Linked DNA regions of Pan troglodytes: regions 1 and 2 are each linked to region 3. Evidence: chromatin contacts called from public Hi-C data. All regions are on one chromosome and are shown on one strand. Each heading gives the region's core, a stretch centred on a gene start, on an enhancer-like site or on the middle of the called end of the contact. The rest is flanking DNA. Distances are from core to core; before and after follow the strand shown. Region 1 overlaps MICAL3 (microtubule associated monooxygenase, calponin and LIM domain containing 3). Region 2 overlaps MICAL3 (microtubule associated monooxygenase, calponin and LIM domain containing 3). Region 3 holds the start of PEX26 (peroxisomal biogenesis factor 26).

Region 1 (2,849 bases), core at 294-2,793, 250 kb before region 3:
GGCCTGGTTTCTCAGCTACATGGAAACTCACCAGTGGCCCCTCCGGATCCCTGCCCTGTGGGATCCCTGTACTTAGTGCTTGGACCGTGCCACATAGTTGGGTTAAGATAAAGGGACAGCCAGCAACTGGGAAGGGAAGGTGGCTGTTCAGCAGGTGCCACCTGATCTGAAGGATTCGTGTTCCTGCCAGGAGCCAGCTTCCATCTGGGAATGGGTGACATGCCTCCTCTGAGTCTAACCAGACAATCTGGCCTTGGCTTCAGTCACTATGACAGCCTCTTCAAGCAACAGGGAATGTGAAACGGGCAGAAAGGACCAGCAAGACCACCCAGTGTGATGCTGGCCCTGTGCTCTGCCGTATGTGGGGTATCAGCCCGTTGTTGGAGCTGCTAGTCTCTATAGATTTGTTGCTGGCCCTGCAAGCCGTATGTGGGGTATTAGCCCCTTGTTGGAGTTGCTGGTCTCTATAGATGTTGCTGGTCTCTATAGATTTGTGGACTTTTTTCTGAGGTGAATTTGCCTTTTTTTTTTTTTTTTGAGACGAAGTGTCGCTCTTGTTGCCCAGGCTAGAGTGCAATGGCACGATCTCAGCTCACCGCAACCTCCGCCTCCCAGGTTCAAGCAATTCTCCTGCCTCAGCCTCCCAAGTAGCTGGGATTACAGGCATGTGCCACCATGTCCGACTAATTTTTTGTATTTTTTAGTAGAGACAGGGTTTCTCCGTGTTGGTCAGACTGGTCTCAAACTCCCGATCTCAGGTGATCCACACGCCTCGGCCTCCCAAAGTGCTGGGATTACAGGCATGAGCCACTGCACCCGGCCGTCAATTTGCCTTTCTTTATGGTGCTGGGTGGGACTAAGTCACAGCAGAGTCACCTAACAGCCTGGATGCACAGGACTGAGGAAGGTAAGTCAAAGAGTGCAGGGCCTCTCTCTACCTTCTCAGCAACAAAGAGAAGAGACGCATTCTTCTCTCAGAGTCCTGCTGTGCTTCCTGCTAATACATGCAGCCTTGGGGACTTATCGACAGCACAAGCCAGCATTTCCTCCTTTCTCAGAGAAACATTAAAGGCACCTGCGCTGGCGATAGGTTTCCTGCATCAGAGAAGGAGCCAAGTCTCGGCTGGATATGAGCTTGCAGCAAAACATATGCGGCATAGATGGGGCCACATTCCATGAGGCCACTTCTGGAGCCTTCTCCAACTTCCTCCAGAACCTCTTCTGACTCACATGTTACTTTGCGCCTGACTGTCTGGGCAGGCTGGGACCAGGGAGAGTAGCCCAGTGAGATGTGTGCAGAGCCCGTCAGCACAGTTCCATAAAACACAGACCTCTGTCTGTGAGACATGCTCTTGGAGGCAAATTTTGGATGGCTGCCAGGGAGCTGGGGTAGAAGGTGGGCACGGGGTAAAGTGGGTACCTTTAAATGTCCTCAAATCTTCTTCCTGTGGGAGGTACCTGGCGCCACTGGCCTTGCAGTTCTGTGTCCCAGGGGCAGTACTCCCCTTCTACGGCAGGGGGAGCCAGAGACCCACACAGCATCAGGAATCCCACAGCGCGATCAAGCAGGGAGGGAAGAGAAGGGAGTAGTAGCGTCCAGCCACTGCCTGCACAGGCACCGTCGGCTGCCCAACAGACACACCTGCGCTAGGGACACAGGCTCCGGTCCGGGACTCTCGGAGTTTGGCTGAATCTGTCAGTATGTGTTTGTGTAGTTAAAGCTCTTTTCCTACAGGTTTGGTCTCGACGTTAGCACTAAGTCCAGGAAATTAAGTCTGCGTGAAGGAAAGCTCGGCTCAACTCTCCTGAAAAGGGAACGTGCTTCGACCCTAAGCTGTGCCAGGGCTCAAAGCTGCCGAGTGACCATCATCAGATGGAGGTGACGATGTCTGGAACAGTGCAGACAAAACACCGTGCCCTGGACCAGCTGTGCATGCTCACTCCGCTGGCTAGCAGAGGCCACGCCGGCACCTGGCTCTGCAGACACGGCAGCATGGAGGGAGAGCCCAGATTCACAGACCCCATTTCTCCTACGGCGGACAGGGTGTGGAGTGCGGGTCACTAAGGGCTGCCTGTGGGTCCTGCCCAGCCTCTGCCTCGGAGGGAAGAGTAGAGAACTGGGAGAGCAGGTCCTCAGGGAGCCCGAGGAAGTCCCTGACGCCAGCTGTTCTGGCAGACGCCCAAGGGTGCGGTTCCTTCTGCCAACCCACCTCACTGGGGCCAACATCCTGGAGCTGCACAGCTCCCGGGGGACTGGATCAGGAACATGAGCCCTGTCAGGCAAGGGCTCAGCCCTGTGTGCCAGAGAAAACAGACCCCCGGATGGGACTGGGCAGCAAGCACACAGGTGCCAGGAGAAGCAGAGATGAGCACAGTGCCAGCTCTGCGGGGCCTGGGGTCACTGAGAACTCAACCGCTCCTCTGACCGCTGCAGGGAGTCACTGGTGCTCAGAAATTAAAGGTCATGTCCTTCCTGCTCACTCCACATCTATCTTTTGGGGACTCAGATCTCCACCTGCCCTGGCTCCATCTTCACCACCCCCCAGACTTCTGCGCTGCTGGAGCAGAGAAAGAATGGCCTTCTCTCCTGCACAGGCCCAGCAAGTCCCTCCTCATCACTTGAGGCCACACACAGCCAGAGATAGGGGCAGAATTGAAAAATCTCAAGTCCAAGGCAAGAGACTATTTCAGAACCAGCCAGAGTGGCTGGCCCCTGGGCCTGAGTATCCCTTCAGGACACTGTCCCCAAAACGCTGCCCTGCGTGCCATCAACTGAGCCCCATCCAGTGGGCACTAAGCTCATAGTCACCTCCGAAACCCTAGACTAGGATCGGGGAATCCTCTAGAAA
Region 2 (2,867 bases), core at 187-2,686, 180 kb before region 3:
CATTGACGTGGATTTCAATGCCTAGGATCAAGGCTACTTTCAAAAGTATTAGTTGGAGCTGACGGATACCTGGGAGAATACGGAGATGACGTTGATGGGAACACATGGAGAAGGGGGTACCCATCCGTGTCGCGGCTCAGGCTCCCACCCCGCCACCTACGCCCCCTTCATTCAGATTCCCAAAGCCTGCTGTAGCAGGAGACCTTCCAAAGCCACGCTCTGTAACTTCTTCCTTTCTTAAAGGCAAATATAACCCAGCGGAAGAGCTGTTCTAGAGCAACACACAGGACACTCCCACCTCTCGGGTTCAGTGTTTTAAACAACCAAAAGCTCGGAGACAACATGGGACTGTGGCCTACAGGAGGTTCCTTTCCATCTTCCCAATTTGGGGCTGCCATATTGGCAGCATCTCCAATCCTGCTAGGAGGCAGATGTGCACCCACAGGGTGCAGCCCACGGTCAGATGCAGAGCTGCCGCATGACCTCCCCGCCCACAGGTGTCTTTCAGCCCATTCCCTGGTTGATCATCACACATTCTTATAAGGCAAGGAAGGGAAATCGCAATCCAACTAGATCCTCCTACCATTCCCCCTCCTATTCCTGGTCTATAGCTGTGGAAACTGAGGCCAGAATGACTGACAATCTTGCTTATTTTCATAGTGAGACTGATTGATTTATTCGACGTCCATGAGCACCTGCAGGCACCAGGCATGGCAGCGACTTAAGGTGCAGAGATAAAGATCTAGGCCCTGGTAGAAGACCCTCTCAACCCTAAGATGAATCTTGCCACAATTAAGGCAGACAAATCCACTGAGTTAATGACCCTTGGTTCTCTCTTAAGACCAAACTTAACTGGAGCCTGTGACTAACGTGCCAGGAGCAATGCAAATCCTCCTCACGTCATCTTGGTTGTTCTCCCCAGTTTACCACAGCCACCACCCTTCTGAGTCCCATTCCCAAAGACTTGTTAAGCTCTGCGCTAGCACAGTATTTTCGCAGAGAACTGTGGGTCCCAAGATGCTTTACAAACTATAGCCAGCAGATGGGCAGAGTGCTTCCTCTGCCAGTGGAATGTGGTCACTGCCAGCCAGCGTCTGATAAATTGGCACAGCTGCTGCAAACAGCAAAAGGTTCCATGACTGACTGTGTTTACAGGACACATCTGGAGAAGCTCAGAACAAAGGCTCCTCGATGAAGCTTTCCTGAAAGCATTAATGATAATCAATAAAAAGCTTTCAGTTTCATAACGCACACTGCCTGTTCTGAATTGCTTTTCTGGCCACTTACAGTCAAACACCGCTGATTGCATTAACTTGTATTCATACCCGGTAGGATCTCAGAAAAGCAAAGGCCCGGGCTGAGCTTAGAGGTGACAAAAGAACAGCAAGAGCTTGCAGACCGCACAAGAACCACCTGACCAGAGGAATGCCGTTATCCCCTTGCCATTAACGGCCAGGCCAGGGCTCTGCGCCTCCTGCAAGTGTGGCTCCCCCCAGGACTGTGTCCCCACAGCACTTTGTTCTTACATTAGTAGAGAATGTATCAGGTCACAGCACAGACAGCTGCATGCCTGTGTACTTCTGCCACTGCAAGAAGGACCACCAGAGGGTCTGGGCCCAAACTGGTCATCGTTTCCCCAGTGCCTGCCCCAGTGCCCATCCCACAAACTGCAAGAGCTCAGGAAGAGTCCAAGACCTAACAGAAATCCTCAAGCCAAACCCCACATTTCACAGGTTATCAATACACTCACATTTAAGAGTCCTAAATTATAGAACCACCGCATAGCAGGTGTTTTTACTTCAAGATGAGTGCACTTACTACAAGAAAGACAGTAATGAGATTAGAAGAAATTGGGTGGCATATGAATTCCTCAGCTAATCTGCCTGTCTCTTTCTACTGAACAAGCGTGCAAGGGGTAGGGTGGAATCTTACAGGAAAGCTAGTTTTACTTACTGATATGGTCGATGGCTCCAGCACAGAACTTGCCATAGAACTTCTTGGCACCCAGACCTCGTAGATCATGTATGGTGAATGGCCAGAGATGCAAGACGTTGTTGCGGGAGAAGGCATCTCGTTTCTCAATAACAACCACCTTGGCCCCCAGTAAGGATAAGTCGATGGCTGTACGGAGACCACAGGGGCCAGCCCCAATGATGAGACACTGAAAAACACAGCTGCTTTCAGGGCAGGCGGCACTTCCAACAAACAATTCTCAAGAAGTCTCATGATTGTATGATCATCACTCCCTAAAGCCCCGAAATAGGGCTATTCTCCCCACTGCCAAGAAACCTTCACACCTACGTGGGTCACAGCAGAGCACCTGCCATGGCTTAAGAGAAGAGCTAGTGATCACCACCATGAATGGAGAAGACAGAACCATCAGTGCTAGACACAAGCTCGGCACCTGTTCACCTTGGACAGCCTGGAAGGCCCTTGATCTGCAGCATATTTAAGTGGCCATCATCTCAACAAACGATATGACAATCAAATACAATCTTACATCAACAGGAGAGGACCATTTCGAAGGTTTCTAGGTCAGGCAGATTTCTGTCCAAAGAGATACACAGTACTACATACACACTCCAGGCAATCTCAAGCCTCCTGGAATGAGTCTACCACACACATGATTCCCGGGAAGCAATTTTCAAGAGCCAAAGTTTTGTGTGCTGATAAGAGTTCCAAAATCCCCATTTCTAGACTGAACGTCCAGGAACATGATCTCGAAAATCCACACTCCAGAGAAGTACTGAGCAGGAGACTGGACACATATCTTAAGTAGTTTGCTCTGTGTGTGCGGAAGGAAAATGTGCAATGCTTTTGGCTTTGTTTTTGTTTTGTTCTTAGTGGAGTCCAGTACTCACTCATGA
Region 3 (3,061 bases), core at 493-2,992:
TACTTTTAGCAAGGCTGCTTCTTTTAAGACTGTGCGTCCATCTCCTGGACAAATTTGGAATAGCAAGAAATTTGTTAGGCATTAAGGAAAGGGACTTTTCCAGGGAGCAGCCGCTTAGAGCTGGCCGCTTCTGAGCATGTTCGTCTTCCCAGGCCTGGCTCACATTTTCAGTGCTTAACGCGCATGGCGCTTTATGCGCAATATTACTTAATTCTTCCCTCAGCCATTGGGAGCTAAGGACAAACTGTTATCCCAATTTTACAGGTGAGGAAATCAGAGCTTATTTAAATAAATTGCCGAGGTCACACAACTAGTAAGCGACAAAATCTCAGTCAAACCGAGGCTCTTTTGGTTCAAAGATGTGTATTGAGCTCTACTCTGCTCTGCAGGGACAGAACTAAGTATGTTTGCTATTCAGGGGATACACAGTCATTCCATGAGCAAGTTACACAATGTAAGATAAGGACATTGTGAAAAACAAAACCATACCGTACATAATGCACTTTATAGTAAAGTACTGGGAACAGAGTATTTGGTAAATTGTAACTATAATAATAATTTTAAACAGATCCACAAATCACACTTATTATTATATTCTGTTTCACCCGGGCTTTGCCAAGCTTCCCACATTTGTACTAGATCCTCTTGGCTTTAGTTTCTCCCCAGTTCTCTACCCTTTGAATTCACTCCAAAGCTTCCCTAGAATCTTTGCTCTCCTAGAAATTAGATTAAACAGGCACCTGCTCACATCATACATCCCCTGCCCTTGTCACCAGACATGCACACATCCATCTTCTGGGATTTCCGTTCTCTTGCAGAAAAGTCTGCATGGGAAGCTGAGGCAGAACCAAGTCCACCAGACTCCGAGGAAAGAGAAGTTTGGACCCTGTAACCAGATAAAAGTGAAGCCAGGACTTCATTTATTCCACAAATACTTTTTGACTACCTATAGATGACAGGCACTGTTCAAGGCATTGAGGTTCCCACAGTGAACAAAAGAGACAAAAACGTCTGCCTTTGTGAGTTTATATCATAGTGGAAGGAAATAGACAATAAAAATAAGTAAAATATAGACATTGGTATGTAGATGGTGATAAATGATAAGGAGAAATATAAAGACAGATCGGAAGTGACAACAGTGGGGAGGTGGAATTGGTATCTGCATTTAACGTTGTTTTCTAACAGCAAATTCAGGATGGGGCAGAGAGCAGTGAGAAAATGAGGCCCTTATGCTCAGCGCCCCCAACCTCGCCTCGGTGGGGTCACTATTCATTTTGGAACATTGCCCTTGGGACCAACATATTCTCAGTGGTCCTTGTGAAGGTTTCCACCCTAAGTCCCTCATCCTCACCAGGCAATATTCATTCCCCTACAGCAAACTCCGGAGGCAACGCGGAGAAAGTGTGAATCAATTCAAGACTAAGGTTGCCAAAATGTTTGATCAGCTCTGCGTCAGCCTTGACATTACATTACATTACAGATCCCCTGATCGCCACCGTCGCAGAAGCTCTGAATTAAAAGCGTGCATGTAGCTGCACATCCATTGCTGGCACTTCTTTCGTTAGCCTCCGCTGGAACTGGTTAGTGAGGACCCCTCCATTTCACAAGACAGCTTCGGTTTTGGTTTGTTTTGACTTCCGCACCCCGAAGCTGTAGCACCAGTTTGTTTTCTCACGGCACAGAGGCGGCTTCCGGGGCGCGGCGTGCTGGGGGTTGTAGTCCGCGCTCTGCCTCCTACTTCCATTGCAGAAGGCGATGGGCCGAGAGCTGAGGAACTACAACTCCTAGAGTACCCCGCGCCGCCGGGACGCCGCGCGGCTGCGGGGCTGGGCGAGCGCAAAGATGTCCGCGCCCGCTGCCGGGAGGCGAGGTGAGTCTTTGATCGTAACCAGGAGCCCGGAGCTGAGGCAGTTCCTGCACGTGTCGCGGGGCCGGAGAAGCTAGGGCCAGGTATTCCAGGGATGCAAGAATCCTGCAAATCTGACGTGTAAACTGCTTCCCCAGCCTCCAGGCGAGCCCAGCTTTTGCCTCAGATAGGCCCCTTCCTTTTCCTTCTCGGGGAATCGACCTCGGGAAGGGGTGTGGGCAAAGAGATGAGGACTCTCCCTCTTCGCCCAGGCCAACTCGGGATATCCCGGAGCCTCTGGGGAGGCGGTCACTCCGACGTCTGAGGACCTGGGCCTTGGACCCGGACTCGTTATGAAGAGCGATTCTTCGACCTCTGCAGCCCCCCTCAGGGGGCTCGGGGGACCCCTGCGCAGCAGCGAGCCGGTGCGCGCGGTCCCGGCCCGGGCGCCGGCCGTGGACCTTCTGGAGGAGGCGGCCGACCTCCTGGTGGTGCACCTGGACTTCCGGGCGGCGCTGGAGACCTGCGAGCGGGCCTGGCAGAGTCTGGCCAACCACGCCGTGGCAGAGGAACCCGCGGGCACGTACGTGCTGGGCTCGGAAATGAACCGATTTCCGGGCGCTCTTGTGGTGGGGCTCAAGGTCTCAGGAGTTCTGTCCTTCCCAGATTGCCCACACGGAGCTTTACACCTGGCTTTCATCAGTGGTTTGTCTCCGAGAGGGTGGTCGCTCATCGTGTGCCCATTCTACAGAGAAGGGAAGTCGTGTAACAAAAACTTAGTGGGGAACCCACAGCCAATTATTTGCTCCTTGTTCCAAGGTAGAATGACATGATGGGAAGGCTGAATGTGTATTAAGTACTAAGTTCTGTCAGTAAGCAGGTGGTAAAAGTCCTCTCCCAGGTACCTCCGCCCTCCCCGCCCCGCCCAAGGTTGTTTATTCCTGACCTTGGCTGATGATGGGGAATGGGGGTCATGGCAGGAGCAGTGTTCTGGTCCAATTAGAGGACTGGATTAAAGAATTAATTCAGGGCCGGGAGCTGGGGCTTACGCCTGTAATCCCAGCACTTTGGGAGGCCGAGGCAGGAGGATTGCTTGAGCCCAGGAGTTCGAGACCAGCCTGGGTAACATAATGAGCCCTCTTCTCTACCAAAAAGAAGAAAAAGAAAAGAATCCGGAGGAAAAAACCTTGGGCTTGCATTGCTCTTTCTAATGCC

Evidence for each region. Hi-C and Micro-C count contacts between places; a contact is called where the count stands out from the background.
Region 1: a Hi-C map of induced pluripotent stem cells shows a contact between it and region 3, with 2.3 times the contacts expected there. The contact joins the enhancer-like site here to the promoter of PEX26 in region 3. A contact is called at or near these places in 5 of 7 Hi-C or Micro-C datasets (blood, induced pluripotent stem cells, a lymphoblastoid cell line and 1 more), 1 of 1 datasets of contacts at active chromatin or transcription factors (stem cell-derived excitatory neurons) and 1 of 1 other capture datasets (stem cell-derived neural stem cells).
Region 2: a contact with region 3 is called in a Hi-C map of induced pluripotent stem cells, with 1.7 times the contacts expected there. The contact joins the enhancer-like site here to the promoter of PEX26 in region 3. A contact is called at or near these places in 3 of 7 Hi-C or Micro-C datasets (blood, induced pluripotent stem cells and stem cell-derived neural progenitor cells) and 1 of 1 datasets of contacts at active chromatin or transcription factors (stem cell-derived excitatory neurons).

The regions. Positions count from the first base shown.
Region 1 is chr23:20,543,713-20,546,561 of NHGRI_mPanTro3-v2.0_pri, forward strand. All of the region lies in intron 21 of MICAL3 (microtubule associated monooxygenase, calponin and LIM domain containing 3), which reads right to left. Among named protein-coding and RNA genes, the nearest start is that of BID, 55 kb to the left of the region's middle. Within about 2 kb of position 1,544, at least 5 of the 24 cell types and tissues checked have an H3K27ac peak or open chromatin away from gene starts, as enhancers often do. A contact at or near this core is called in induced pluripotent stem cells, where this site is marked.
Region 2 is chr23:20,617,280-20,620,146 of NHGRI_mPanTro3-v2.0_pri, forward strand. MICAL3 (microtubule associated monooxygenase, calponin and LIM domain containing 3) reads right to left here. Exons shown (of 32, transcript XM_016939665.4): 3 at 1,954-2,161; 4 at 1-69. Among named protein-coding and RNA genes, the nearest start is that of MICAL3, 120 kb to the right of the region's middle. Within about 2 kb of position 1,437, at least 8 of the 24 cell types and tissues checked have an H3K27ac peak or open chromatin away from gene starts, as enhancers often do. A contact at or near this core is called in induced pluripotent stem cells and stem cell-derived excitatory neurons, where this site is marked.
Region 3 is chr23:20,792,574-20,795,634 of NHGRI_mPanTro3-v2.0_pri, forward strand. It overlaps PEX26 (peroxisomal biogenesis factor 26), which reads left to right and starts at 1,743. Exons shown (of 6, transcript XM_016947301.4): 1 at 1,743-1,870; 2 at 2,119-2,429. The coding sequence starts at 2,200.